Linked DNA regions of Capra hircus: region 1 is linked to region 2. Evidence: chromatin contacts called from public Hi-C data. All regions are on one chromosome and are shown on one strand. Each heading gives the region's core, a stretch centred on a gene start, on an enhancer-like site or on the middle of the called end of the contact. The rest is flanking DNA. Distances are from core to core; before and after follow the strand shown. Region 1 holds the start of USP46 (ubiquitin carboxyl-terminal hydrolase 46). Region 2 has its middle 85 kb from the start of USP46.

Region 1 (7,380 bases), core at 3,283-5,782, 85 kb before region 2:
GAATGCTGTGACTGCCTCCTCTTATTTTAGGACCATTGGTACTGAAGAATCTAAGCTACTCCATTTTGTTAACAGAAAAACTCCATTTTCTAAGGTTCCGGGAAAAGAGCCTTTGGAAATCCCCTGACCTCACCCCACCACTCAGGAGCCAATGGACCCCAGACCAAAATCTCCTGACTTAACGCTCAGGAACTGTGGTCTACCTGGACAATAGGGACCAATCAGAACCCGTGGCCAGCCCCGGAAATGGGGACCAATCAGAACCGAACACCTAATCCTTCCACAGAAGGTAACCAATTAGACGTCTCCCAACCCCGAAGCGCCGGTTTTTCAAATTTTTCGCGCGAGAATACCCTACATAAGCAATGTAACCCAGAGCTCCTCCCTATAGCCGCTGCGTCGATATTGGTGGGAGCCCCAGCTGGAGCTTGGTAATAAAAACTCTCTTGCTTTTGCACTGGATATCGGCTCCCTGGTGGTCACTGGGAGATTTCGCGACTTGGGCATAACAGTACCTCACACAGCACCTGGTGCAAAGCATGTTTTTAGTATTTGCTGTATACGTGATGTAAAAGGGAAAAGACTCATAAAGTTCCTCACAGAATTGAAATATAACCCTCAGAAGCCAGTCTGGTTTTAAACTGAAGTCTACAACTAGGAAAATGTTTTTCCCCTGACAACCAAATATTTACTAGTCTTTGCCTCTCAAATGAGGTGCAATAACCTATTAGCAATGAGGGGAAAGTGAGAGGGATGAATGTGCCAGGCACAGTGCCTGAGACCAGATGAGATATTTTTTAATACAAAAGACAAGGTACCTTCCCTCTAGGAGTTTCCAGGCCTCTTGGAGAGAGGCAATTGCCCAAATATTTAATATCTGATTTCTTGCCTGCTCTTTTGGACCAGGCACTGTGTCTTAGGTGTAAAATGGTAAGCAAAAACAGACCTGTCACTTCACATCTGAGATGAGAAACATATTATTAAACACATGCACAAAAATAATAGCAGTGATCACTTAAAATGCACATCAGCCATAGTTTTGTACTCTACATAAACTAACACAATCACACTACTCTACATAAACTAACCCAATCACAATACTCTACATAAACTAACAAACACAATCACAATACTCTACATAAACTAACACAATCACTCTATGAAGGGCCTCTTCTTTTTATGGATCCAGGAATTTTGGCATAGAGAAGGTGAGACATTTCCCTAAGTCCAGAGAATCTGGATCCAGGACTCCCCTTTTTAACCACCCACTCTACTGTCTCCATGCTGTGTGCTGGATGGCATAAGCAATTCACAATTATAAGGTCCATGAAGGGAAGGGGGATGACGCTGTGAGAACATATGACAAAGGCATCCCGTCTTGTCTCAGGTCATCTGGAGGCTGCATAACGGTAACTAAGCCAAGAGGGGAAGCAGGAGGGCAATGACACAAAACTGGTAACAAGAGAGAGGCACGAACCATCTGCATATACTTCATTGGTGGTGGTGGGAAGCAACCTTGGACGGCGTCATGGAGAAGATGAAATATCCACATAGTGGGAAGAGAACAGAGGAAAAGGGAACACCATGAATTTAGAATGAACCTAATGAATTTTGGGAACAGGGAGACAATGATGTTTTAGAATTGTTTCGGTCGTGAGCAGCAGTCACTCAATTTGAACGACCGAAGAAAACAAGGACATTACCACCTTGAGTTACTGAAGAGGCCAGGATATAGATTTGGCAGCAGTAGGACAAAAGATGTTTTTACATTTCTCAGCTTTATTTTTCTTCACTCAAGCAGTGGAAAGACAGAAGCTCTACATATCGTACCAGCTCAGCAAACTAAAGCAGCGGAGCACTTCTTTCCCCAAAGACCCAGGGCCAACTCTCATTGACTGAGCGTATATCACATCCTCCTAGCTGAACCAGTCACTGTGGCTGGGCCATGTGGTGCTTTCACTGGCCTGGCCTGAGTCATGTTCCTTCATCTGTTTAGTGCTAGCCTATGTCCCAACTTTCCACTTGTGTACTTTGCCCAGATTTTACTCTATACCTTCGTATCAGCTGGCCCCTATATATGAAACACTTCTCCTAAAATTCTCATTAGCTTGTCAACATTTTCATTACTTTGCATCTTATCACCTCCAAACAATGTTTACCACTGAAAAAGACTGAGGTTACAATTCTTCAACTAATGCCCTTTCTGATTTAGGCCTGTGAATACGAACCTCGTATTCAATTATTTATTTAATTCGTATTTAATTATTCATGAGTCTGACAAGATCTGCTGTGTTCAATTGATTTGTTGTTTGTAATTCACTGAGTTTCAATCTGAATGTTTTAGCCTATAGGCTGTTCATGCAAAGGATGCCTTGCTGACATAGCACTCAGTAATCCAACGATGTTCAATTTTCACTGTGTCAATGGCATTTTCAATCCTGTGGACTTTGCCATCCATTATGCTATACTAATGGCAGAAATTCTGAACTCTATTACGGTATAAAATTTCTATATTATTTAAGGTTTTGTATTAATGCTTTTACAGTGGAATGTCTGTGAAATTTGAGTCCTGAGTTCTAGCCTTGAGGTTGCTCCTGAACTTGTTTTATGACTTTCCTCAAGTATAATATTTTAAACCTTTACAGGTGTCAGTTGTGGGCTTCCCAGGTGGCACGGTGGTAAAGAATCTGCCTGCCAATGCAGGAAATACAAAAGACACGGGTTCAGTCCCTGGGTGGGGAAGATCCTCTGGAGGAGGAAATGGCAACCCACTCCAGTATTCTTACCTGGAGAATCCCATGGACAGAGGAGCTTGGAGGGCTACAGTTCATGGGGTCGCAAAAGAGTGGGATGTGATTGAGCCACTGAGCAGGCACATTCACCCAGGTGTCAGTTACCCCAACTGGCCATAGGTTGGGTGTTTTGTTTTCTTGTCTTCAAGGTGCTCAGCCAGATTAGCACCCCAGCTTCAGTTGTAACATATGGGTAACATGATGGAAATAGGATGCTTGGTATCCTAAGCTTTTTTTTTTTAACTGACCTACAAAAGGCGATTATAATAGGATCCGTCATCCGATGGGTTTGGTGGTGACCAAGATCATGAATGTAAAGAGCATCATGACTGAATGGTAAAAAGTCAAAGTGAGCTACCATCATTATCAGGATCTGTTCGGAAATAAGATGTAGGCAGAATAACTTAAGCAGGAATTGATGTCTGGAAATCCATTAAATATCCAGAGCCAAGATGACCCCCAACGAAACTTTGTCTCCGTTGTCTTATTTCCATCCCAGGTCCTAGGGACATTAACAATCAATGGTCTTCAACTACTAAAGAGCATTAACACTAAATAGATAATGGAGGACAGGAAGTGAGCTATTTTCCTAGTATGTTCCTCTTGGTTAGATAAAAGCTATCTTCAATTTCATTAATTTCTCCTTTAATTCGATTTGTCATTAAATATATGGGTTTAAGAACTGTCAGGCGTTTCCCTCGTACAACTTCTCTGTTGAAAGCATAAAACTGCAACTTTGTATGAGAACTGTTTTACACCTTCGGAAATGGGCTCCTCCACTTCACAGAATGTAACTGCTAAGTGGTGTAGATTGGCGCTTTGAGTTAAAAACCACGACTGTGTATGCAGGAAATGTGTATGAGCCAATACAATGACCCTCCAAACCTGAAGAAACTGGGTGGCCCCGAGAGAAGTAGGTTTTTCTAGAAGACGCGGAAAAGTTTGTTTTTCATTCTTTCCAGGTTCCATCGCTCCCTGGACCATCCCTAGTCCTTATCCAGTACCGAGACTTCCCCTTTGTACCTGCTGCTGTCACCCACTGCCCAAGCGCGCCTCGGCCCACGCTCCCGTCCCCTCCCGGCGCCCTCGACCCGGCAGGACAAGGGCTCTCGGCACTCCCGTGTCCTGACCCCATTTACTTCGTGGGTCCCCGCTGGTGCCATCTAGCTGGAAACCCGGGGACAAACGAAAAGTTGGACGTAGTCACCCCTGCCCCTTGCCTCCTCCACTCGCGGAACGTGAAAACGCGGGGCTGCTGCGGGCCGCGCGGCCAGAAAGAACAAGTGAAGAGAGAAAGCGGCCGCGAGTCCCCAGCCCGCGCGCTGAGCCTTCCGGCGGCCGACACCCAGCGCGGGCTCGGTCTCGCTTCCCGGGCGGCGCCGCGGGCCGGAGCTGGGCGGAGGAGGCCGCCGGCGCGGACGGGTCCGCCCGGGGGACCGGCTGCCGCTGCGCGAGCCGGGGCCTGGCCGCGCTTTCCAGCCGGTTCGGAGTGAAGCAGGACGCCGAGAGAGAAAAAAGAGAAAAGCCGAGCCGGGGCGGCCGGCGGAGGCGGGAGGAGGAGCCGCGGGGACCCGGGCCGGGTCGGGGCCGGAGCGCGGCGGGAGCGCTCGGGGCGTGCGGGTTGCACGCGGCGCTCGGGCCGCCCCTCCTCCCGGCGCCGCCGGCCGCGGCCCAGGCTCCCTCGCTCCGCCACTCCCCGCCCCTCCGCTCTCCCGCCCGCCTCCCGCCTTCCCCGCCCTCCCCGCCTCCTCTCCTCCCTCCCGGCCTCCCTTCTCCCAGCCAAACTGAAAGCCGGACCCCAGGCCGCCTCCCCGCCGCCGCCGCGCCCGGCCTCCCCGCGAGCGCTCCACCATGGCCGGTCCTGTTTTCCCCTTGTAAAGATGGCGGTGCGGGATCGCTGTAACCTTTAGACTAATGACTGTCCGAAACATCGCCTCCATCTGTAATATGGTGAGTGGTCGCCGCCGCCGCCGCCTCGAGGGTCGAGCCCCGGGCGTGGGGAGGCGAAGAATGGGAAACCCGAGCTGCACGCCCGCCGAGCGGCCGGTGGGGGTGGGGGCGGCGGGGGCCGTGCGGCGCCTCCAGAAGTTCCCGGCCCCCAGGCTGGGCGGGCCGGTCGCGGCCCGGAGAGCTGCCGGGGGAGGGGCCCGGAGCCCCCCGCCCCCTTCTCGGCCCCGAGACCCGGGAGCCCGCCCGCCCGCGCGTCCCTGCGCCGCTGCGCCTCCGCCCTCGGGTTGCGGTGAAGCGTCTTCGGGGGAGGAGGTAGGCCGAACCCGGACGTCCCGGGGGACCAGGTTGGAAGAGAAGCTGGGGTGGCGGGGGACGCCCACCATGTTCTTGCCGAAGATAAAGCCCTGCCGGACACCCTGACCGCCCTTATCTGATTTTTGAGTTCACTCTTTTAAACTGTATTTAAGATTCACTTTGCAGAGGCAGTCGGTGTGTCTGGAGAAATCTGAAATGTGATAGAGCTGTAAAAAAAAAGTGCAAAATTGTGGTCAGGGAAGTGAACTTATACCTGGTTTGGGAAAGCACGGTCATTTGTTGTGGATGCCTCAGTTTCCCCATCTGTGAAAGGGGGACAAGGTCATAAGGCAGTGACATTTAAAGGTCCTGAGGATGCGGGCCGGCTGGGGGGCATGGAGGAGGTCTCCAGGGTTATCCTGCCTGTCACTGTAGACCCAAGTGTGGACCGGTGGGTGTGGACGCAGCAAGAGGACATTGCTGGGCTCTGGTGAGGACGGGGCCCACGACATCGTGATCACTTTAACTTGTATTTCTCCCATTGCTTTGCCTTCTGCAGGAACAACCTCCAGCCATTGGGTCTCAAGGGTGCCTCCTGCTGGTACTTCCACTTGTCAGAGCCTTGGGGACCAAGGCTTGCCCCCTGGAGTGAGGCACTGCCTTCCTGTGCACGATGAGAGGGTGTGTGCTTTGCCTTGGCTGTCCAGGGACCAACCCCCCACCCCGCCCCCATCCTGTCTCCCCTTCCTCCAGCTGGATGGAACACATGCTCTTTTAATACCAGTTTGGGGAAACCTCTCAAGCTAGTAACACAGGCCGCTAAAGGGAATCTGAGGAGGCTTGATTGAAAAGCCTGGGAGTAAGGTGATCTGGCTGCCCTTCCCCCATCACCCAGCTTTTCAAATCTTCTGTCCCATATTCTCCTGCAAGATTAACACATGGGAAAGGAGCATTAAGGAGCCATGTGTTACTCAGGGATGGAATCAAGACCCACTGGCGCTGGCTTCAGTTTTCAGCGCTGTTGGACGTGGCTACTGCTGTGGTGGGCAGAGCAAAAGCTGGGCCTTCCCGGGGTGACAGCTGCAAAAATACTGGCGCAGGACCAGTTAGACGTGGTGGGTGGCTCCTGGCGGGTTTCCATTTCCTCTCTTCTCCACGCGGAGACAGGCCCCCTGCTCCCTCCTGTCGAGTGGCATTAATGTTGCTTGGTGCAGTGAAAAGGTGATGCCTCTCTTCCCGGTTTCTCTGTCTGCTAAGACCAGCTCCTGAGGGGAACTGTGAAACCAGAGCAACTCTAACACTCTCTTTCGTGCCTGCTCGGGTGGCTTTGGGCTCACAGGGCAGGGGAGCCGTCGGTGGTGGTGTTCCTGCCCCGCTTGTTTGTGGTGACGCCTCTGTATTGAAGCGGGCTGGAAACTTGAGAGTTAGCGTGTGCCAAGATGAAGCCAGCCTCCAGCTTTTTTTCTTTTTTGCCCTCAGTGCAGCTGGGGCTTCTTGGCACACCTGAGCAGAATGTCACAACCTGTTTCCAACAAAACTCAGCTAGAGAGGCAAGCTGCAGGGCAGACGAGAGGAGTGGGCTGTGGAGAACTGACATCTCATGTGAAGTCCTTAAAAAGGCACCAAACTTAGGATCATCACCCAAGTGAGATGAGGAACCAATAATTCACAACTCGGGAGTTGTACATTCCGATATAGACCCTGTGCCTAGAGTAAGGGACATAAAGAGTCTGGGGTCTAAAGTCAGACTTCCTGGGTTCAGGGTTTTGGTTCGAACATATGCTAGTTTTTTGTCCCAGAACCAGTTGCTCTCCTACTTTCCTAATCTACAAGAAGGGGATGATAATGGTTCCTCCTCATGCGACTGTTGTATTAAAGGAGTTACTGAGCCTACTAGGTAGCAAGTACTTACTGAGTATCAGGTGTTGATGATCAGCTTCATCTTTATCATTATTATGTCATCTTCAGTTGTTTAAAGGACAGTGTCTTCTTGGACCTGATGTAAGCAGCTGCTAAGATAAATGCTAAGATAAATGTTTGTTTATGCAAACCAAGCCCATACAGGGAGACTGGGGTGGGAGTCCTTAATCCCGCCCCCTTATAAAAGGCTGCTCTGGTGCCCTGGTCCCTCCCAGTCTTGCTTCCCACAGAGGAGGCTGGGTGGTGAGACTGCTGTCTTTTCACTTGTTCAGACATACAGTTTCATTGGACCTCGCTTAAGATTGTTCACTCAATGATGAATTGTTTCCAGGTAGGTCTTCTGTGGGTCTCTCCTCACCACTTCTTTTCTCTCTGGGGGGCTCTAACTGATCCTTCCCAGTCCCAACTCCATTTGATCCCAAAT
Region 2 (6,784 bases), core at 2,101-4,600:
ATGAGATGGCTGGATGGCATCACTGACTCGATAGACGTGAGTCTGAGTGAACTCCGGGAGATGGTGATGAACAGGGAGGCCTGGCATGCTGCGATTCATGGGGTTGCAAAGAGTTGGACACGACTGAGCGACTGAACTGAACTGAACTGAACTGAACTGGCAGTCAAGGTAGAGCAGAATCCAGAGGGTTTTATACAAGGGACTCACCTTCCCTGTCCCATTGTTCAAATGATCAAATGCTGAAATTCTCAAACTTGTCATTTAGTAATAGTACCATAATCTTTTTGAAAAATAAAATGTTACGTAAAACCTTACTATTGTAAATACGTACATAGTATTTTATGTTATTTTATTGGTACAGTTCTTTAGTAACTAAGTCATGTCCAACTCCTTTGTGATCCTATGAACTGTAGCCCACTAGGCTCCTCTGTCCATGGGATTTCTCAGGCAGGAATACTGGAGTGGGTGGCCATTCCCTCCTCCAGGGGATCTTCCCAACGCAGGGACTGAACCCATATCTCTTGCACTGGCAGGCAGATTCTTTGTAGATGGGCCACCGGGGAAGTCCTAGTGTATGGCTCTTTTATAAGTAAATTTTGAAAGTTAATGAGAACAAAATGGCTACTTGAAGAACATAAAATTTTGGAAGTGGTGATCTGCTCTTGGTCTCAGCATTCAGTTTGTATCAGAATTTTGTTTTTGCTCACAGAAGATTAAGACAATCCAAGTTCAAATATATAATTGCAACTTCCTCCTTTGTTTCTGTTGTTTTGTAAACAACTGTCTTGCATTATCCAAGATTCTTTTCAATAAAGCAAGGTAGTAGGAGAACTTTTGAGATCTTCATAAAAATAAGCTAACCTCCCAATTTATCTCAGTTGGGGTCTTCCAATGGGTTTAAATTTGATTTAGAACACCCTTGAGTATATCTGTTGATTATTTAACCAAGTTATATTTTTAAAGTGAAATCTTAATGAAAACATTTGTGGAACCCCCAAAGCAAGGTTCCATGAAACACAGTTTGAAAACCAACAATCTGATGTTAAAAAGGTAAGGCTTCCTTTTATTTCCTTCCCCCAAACATCTTTCAGCCTTTAATAGGGCACCATCATGGCTTTTCCCCCTTTTAGAGAGAGCATTGAACTAATTTTTTTTTTTCGCTTTGTTGAGATATAATTAACAGATAGCTTTGTGTATGTTTAAGATATACAATGTAATTATTGACATATGTATGTACTGCAAATAAATATCACAGTAAGGTTAGTTAACACATCCATCACCTCACATAGTTACAATGCTCTGTTTTGTGGTGAGAGCTGTCTTAACAACTTTCAAGTAGTGTTGAACTCACTGTAACTCAATTTCACTAAGATTGGTGGGAGTCTTCACTAAGACTGTTGGTGGGAGGATGGAGAGGAGGGTACAGCAGCCAGCTTGTTCTGCCTAGGTCCCTGCATTCCTATTTCCCTTCTTTCCCCTCTGCTCCCACATTGGTATCAAGAGGGTATGTTCCAGTTCAAAAGAAAATCATCAAGAACATGGACTTAAATCTTGTGGCCTCTTTAGTCCTTCCATCAAGACTCCCGTGTTCAGGATCCCATGGCTCGAACCGTGCTTTCTATGAAGGTGTCTGTTTGCTGGCTGTACTGGTAAGCTAACCTAGCTGATATAATCACTCACATGTTTTTGCAAGTATTAGTTGTTTTGACTACATATCTATTGAGCAATTGCTATGTGCCAGATCCTAAGCTAAGCTCTTTGTATGAGTTTCCTCCTTGGGTTCTCACCACTCTATGAGACAGGGTCTAGTATCACCATTCCCGTTTAGAGATGAGAAAACTGAAGCTGGGGCTTCTGGAGTACACTGAGAATCTTTCTGGAGCACTTTGTTCTGGTACCACTCGAGCTACCTGGTTCGAATTCTAGGTATAAATAATGAGATAGTTTAGAACTTTTGTTTATCTGCAGAATAGAAAAATGAAAGTGATTTTCCAGGCAAGAGTACTGGAGTAGGTTGCCATTTCCTTCTCCAGAGGATCTTCCCAACCCAGGGATTGAACCTGGGTGTCCTGCGTTGTAGGCAAACGCTAGATCTTTCCCTCTAATAACACAGCTGCAGGCTCTAAAATCAAATGAACACAAATCAGGATATGGGCTCTGCTGCTTACCAGCTCTGTGTTCTTCTCAGTCTCTGTTTCCTCGTCTGTCAAACAGATAATGAAAATAACACTCACCTCTAATGTCATTGTGAGGATTACACGAAATGAAGTATGTCAGGCATGTAACAATGGCTGACACAATGGCTACCCGTGTGTTCAGGGCATCCAATACATTCAATGTTGGAATGTGTTTGGAAAGTATTTGCTGTTAATTTGTCATTATTAATTCATTAATAGAACTGCCTGAACAAAATGGTACCCATCAAATCTTCCACTTAAGCACATATTTAAAATAAGAATAAATGATATTGTCTGGATTAATTATATATACATATATGTATATGTGTGTGTGTATATATATACATATATATAATTATATATATGTATATGTGTATATATATAATTATATATATGTATATGTGTATATATAATTATATATGTGTATATGTATATATATATAATTTTATTTGTTTATATTTGACTGTTCTGGGTCTCTGTTGCTGTGTGCAGGTTTCCTTTAGCTCTGGCAAGTGGGATCTGCTCTTTGTTGTGGTGCTTGGCTTTCTCATTGCAGAGTTGATCATTGTAGCAGCTTCTTTTATTTCAGGTCACGGGCTCTAGGGCTCCTGGGCTTCAGTAGTCAGGACCTGCAAGTTCTAGAGCTCGGGCTTCGTAGTTGTGCCCCATAGGCTCAGTTGCTCCGTGACATAGGGGACCTTCCCCAGACCAGGGATTGAACTGGTTTCCCCTGCATTGCAAGGGGGCCTCCTAACCACAGGATCACCAGGGAAGCCCTGCCTGGATTAATCTAATGAAAGAAATGAGATGATGCTAAAACCATCTAGCTTAATTCTTTGATCCTTTCAAAGTATCAGTCTCCTCTGGAAAGACACCAGCTCATATTGGGCCTCTGCCGTGGCCAGTTCTAAAGTTAATGTTTGATATCTTCTTTTCCCTTCAGGCAGGTGGGAGTCTCAGTACAGGTGGATGTTGTTTGAGGCAAGTCAATAAAAAAGAGAGCAGAGAGACCCAAGATCATCAAGCTGTCACCCTTGCATTTTGCTCAAACTTCTGTAAGTATCTCTGGGAGCAGTTTGGTCCCCGGGAGTGGGATGCTGATGCTGGTGTCTAATGAAGTCAGTGCTGTCCCCACAAGGGCTGTTTCTGCCCCTGCAGAAGGACAGAGGGGCTTGCCGGTTGCAGGCCTTTGTGGCGTGCACACCGTGGGGCTCAGCGAGGGGCAGTCAGCTTGCTGTGTCCCAGACTCCCAGATACTGTTCACTCCTGGGCCCAAAGGGATAGTGAACAGGGGGCCTGGGGTGAGAACTTCTTTGTCCCCGTCCATCCGCTGAAGGTTAGCCCAGCAAACCAACTGCCATTTTTTTACTGTACATTTAAGTTGCATATAAATTATCAGAAAATTATAGAAATGACGTACGAATCATGATTATAGTTAAAAATTCAATAAGACCTGGCTAAATAGAGTAAAAATGAAAGTTTCTCCTTTCTCCCAACTCTATTTCCTTCTCCAGAGATAACTACTAACGAAAGTTTGTAGAAGACTCTTCTAGACCTTTTCTTGCATTAACACACATCTGTGTGCCAGAGATAATATTAACATGTACATATGTGTTTAGTTTTGATTTTTAAATGTAAATGTGGGACTTCCCTGGTGGTCCAGTGGTTAAGACTCCTTGTTTCCACTGTAGAGGGTGAGGGAGGTTTGATCCCTGGTCACCCACTCCAGTGTTCTTGCCTGGAGAATCCCAGGGACGGGGGAGCCTGGTGGGCTGCCATCTATGGGGTCGCACAGAGTCGGACACGACTGAAGTGACTCAGCAGCAGCAGCAGCAGCAGGGAACTAAGATCATGCATGCCACAAGGTGAGTCCAAAAAAAGAAAAAGAAAAAAAATGTAAATGTTTTAAAATACTATTCTGCAACTTGCTTCCCTCTCCCCCAACTTAATAGCCTTGAAGATCTTTATGTACCAGAGTTACTTCATTAAAAAAAAAGTACTGCATACAGCTCCATAACATGGACACACCATAACTTATTTAAAAATATTTAGGTCCTTTTTTGCTGTGATAAGCAACCTTGCAATAAGTATCTTTGTACATATATCTTTATGCAAACAGCATTTAAACTTAAAACTTTCCCCTTTAGTGCAGGAAGGATTTATACCTGTAGGCTTGGAAGATTTAGCTGTCTGTGTGCAAATGTTGCATTAGTCCAGGGAAACACTTGGGGAAATTAGAGGGACTCTAAATCTTGGACAGGAATGAACACGGAACTTCAGAACTAGTCTGGTTTATGAATACTTAGAGATTTCTTAGTTTCCTATTGGTTTAATGTATGCAGACCCTAGAGCCATCATCTAAGGGGTCATCATTATAGTGTAATAGACTTGATGTCTATCCTCATCTGGTGTCTGAAATTCTTTCAAGTGTCTGAGAGCCAAGAGAGAGGCTTGAAAATGGATAGTGTCTGTTTTTCTGTTGTTTCCTTTCCGCCAGCATATAGAATTTCCATCTGGTCCACTTGTGAAACTCGCCTTCTTGCTGAAGTGTTTTTCCTTGATTTGGGGTTGTTTTGTAACTGTTGCTAAAGTCACATGACTTAATTTGTCAGTGCCACAAAATGTATTCTTATTCTACTATTCTTGAGATAAAATGTATAAATTGAAAAGTTGAAGGGTAGGACTTGGAGAGAGAATTTAAGAAGCTACAGTTGAGCTAAAGTCCTTAATGAGAGTGAGAGTATCTCCTCCTGCTTTGACGTCAGGGTCTCTTGAATCACCTTGTCTGTCTGTCCGATAATCCCTTCCACAGTGGTTAATAAATCTACTTAGCCTGAGGGTGGCTTCTTACGAAACACTGAGAGGCAACAGGGTGAGAGGCTAGAATCCAAACCCAGACTAGAATGAATTTGGGTTTCCGGAGCCATGGTTCCACAACCTGACTACATCAGAATCATCTAGAAGCTTTCGATATAATTTCCTGGGTCTCACCCCACACCTACTAGATCTCAGACTTACCTAAGTAGAAACAAGTTATTTATATGTAGTTTGTAATAATTGCATTCATGATAGCACATATACATTTATGCATATGGTGGTTTTAGTGATTATTATATCATGTTGAAAGGTAATATTTTGCTAATACAGCAGCTAGAAAGGAGCTGACATTTAGCTTGTCACAGTCACAAGTGTAAATATCATTCCTTCACCTACAAGACATATGTCAATCACACAGGCATCTCTTCATGTCTGCTGCCAAAAGCCTAGTCCAGGTTACCTTTATGTCTTGTTTGGACCAACCTTCTTTACTGCTTCCTCCAATCCATTCACTCATGGGCTTCCCAGGTGGCGCAGTGGTAAAGAATTAATTCACCTGCCAGTGCAGGAGACACAAGAGATGTGGGTTCTATTCCTGGGTTGGGAAGATTCCCCTGAAGTAGGAAATGGCAAACCACTCCAGTATTCTTGCCTGGAAAATTCCATGGAGAGAGAAGCCTGGCGGGGTACAGTCCATGGGGTTGCAAAGAGTCAGATATGACTGAGCACGCATACGCACAATCCATTCGTGGTACCTGCCTGCTAGGTTGCTTCAGTTGTGTCTAGCTCTTTGCGACGCTATGGACTGGAGTCTGCCAGGCTCCTCTGTTCATGGAATTCTCCGGGCAAGAACACTGGAGTGGGTAGCCATTCCTTTCTCCAGGGGACCTTCCCAACTGAGGGATAGAATGCACGTCACTTGCACCTCTTGCGTTGGCAGGAGAGTTCTTTACCAATAATGCCACCCCGAAAGCCCATTCATGGTGCAGCAGCCTGAGGAATCACTTTTACCTTTTTGTTTTGAAAAACTGAAAACCTACAGAAAAGTTGCAAGAATAGAGTAATAAGCATCCAAATTACCCCCTGGATTTACTGATTGCAATATTTTGCCATATTTGCTTTCTCTCTTTAAATATGTATGTCTTATTATTATTACTTTTATTATTTGCATTATTATTTTTGCAGATACACTTGAGAGTACACTGGAGACATCATGGCCCTTCACTTCTAAATATTTCAGCCTGTATCCTCCAAGAACAAGAGCAACCTCTTAACACAGTAACTACAGTACAATGATCAGATTGGGAAATTTGACATTGGTTCAATACTATTATTTAATTTACAGTCCATAGTCAAAATTCACAAGTTGTCCCCAAAATGTGCTTTATAGCATTCTTTTTTCTTCCAGGATCTGGCCCCCAGCAGATATTTACTTCATCTTTTGTGACATTAGACTCGTTTGAAGGGTCCAGACCTGTCATTTACACAACACTCCTCCGTCAGGGTTCGTCTGAGGTTTTCTCATGAGTAAATAAATGTGGGTGATTCATTTTGGATAGGTTCTGTCTCTGAGCATTGCATTAAGGGTCGGAGGGCCGTGGTAAGTCATCAGCCTTTGGTTCTTCTGGGTTATCACCCTCCAGAGGCATCTCATTGACCTAGCCTTTTCACATCATCTCTCCAGCCACACTGGGCTTGCTCTAGTTCCTTGAGCCCATTAAACCCTCACCGTGGAAAGCTCTTCCTCACCCTTCTCACAGTTGATCATTTCAAACATTCCAGAAGCTTGC

The links. Hi-C and Micro-C count contacts between places; a contact is called where the count stands out from the background.
Region 1: a contact with region 2 is called in a Hi-C map of blood, with 2.0 times the contacts expected there. The contact joins the promoter of USP46 here to the enhancer-like site in region 2. A contact is called at or near these places in 3 of 5 Hi-C or Micro-C datasets (blood and liver).

The regions. Positions count from the first base shown.
Region 1 is chr6:68,899,681-68,907,060 of ARS1.2, reverse strand. USP46 (ubiquitin carboxyl-terminal hydrolase 46) reads left to right here and starts at 4,532. Exons shown (of 9, transcript XM_018049455.1): 1 at 4,532-4,742. The coding sequence starts at 4,707.
Region 2 is chr6:68,813,822-68,820,605 of ARS1.2, reverse strand. No RefSeq gene overlaps it. Among named protein-coding and RNA genes, the nearest start is that of USP46, 85 kb to the left of the region's middle. Within about 2 kb of position 3,350, at least 1 of the 5 cell types and tissues checked has an H3K27ac peak or open chromatin away from gene starts, as enhancers often do.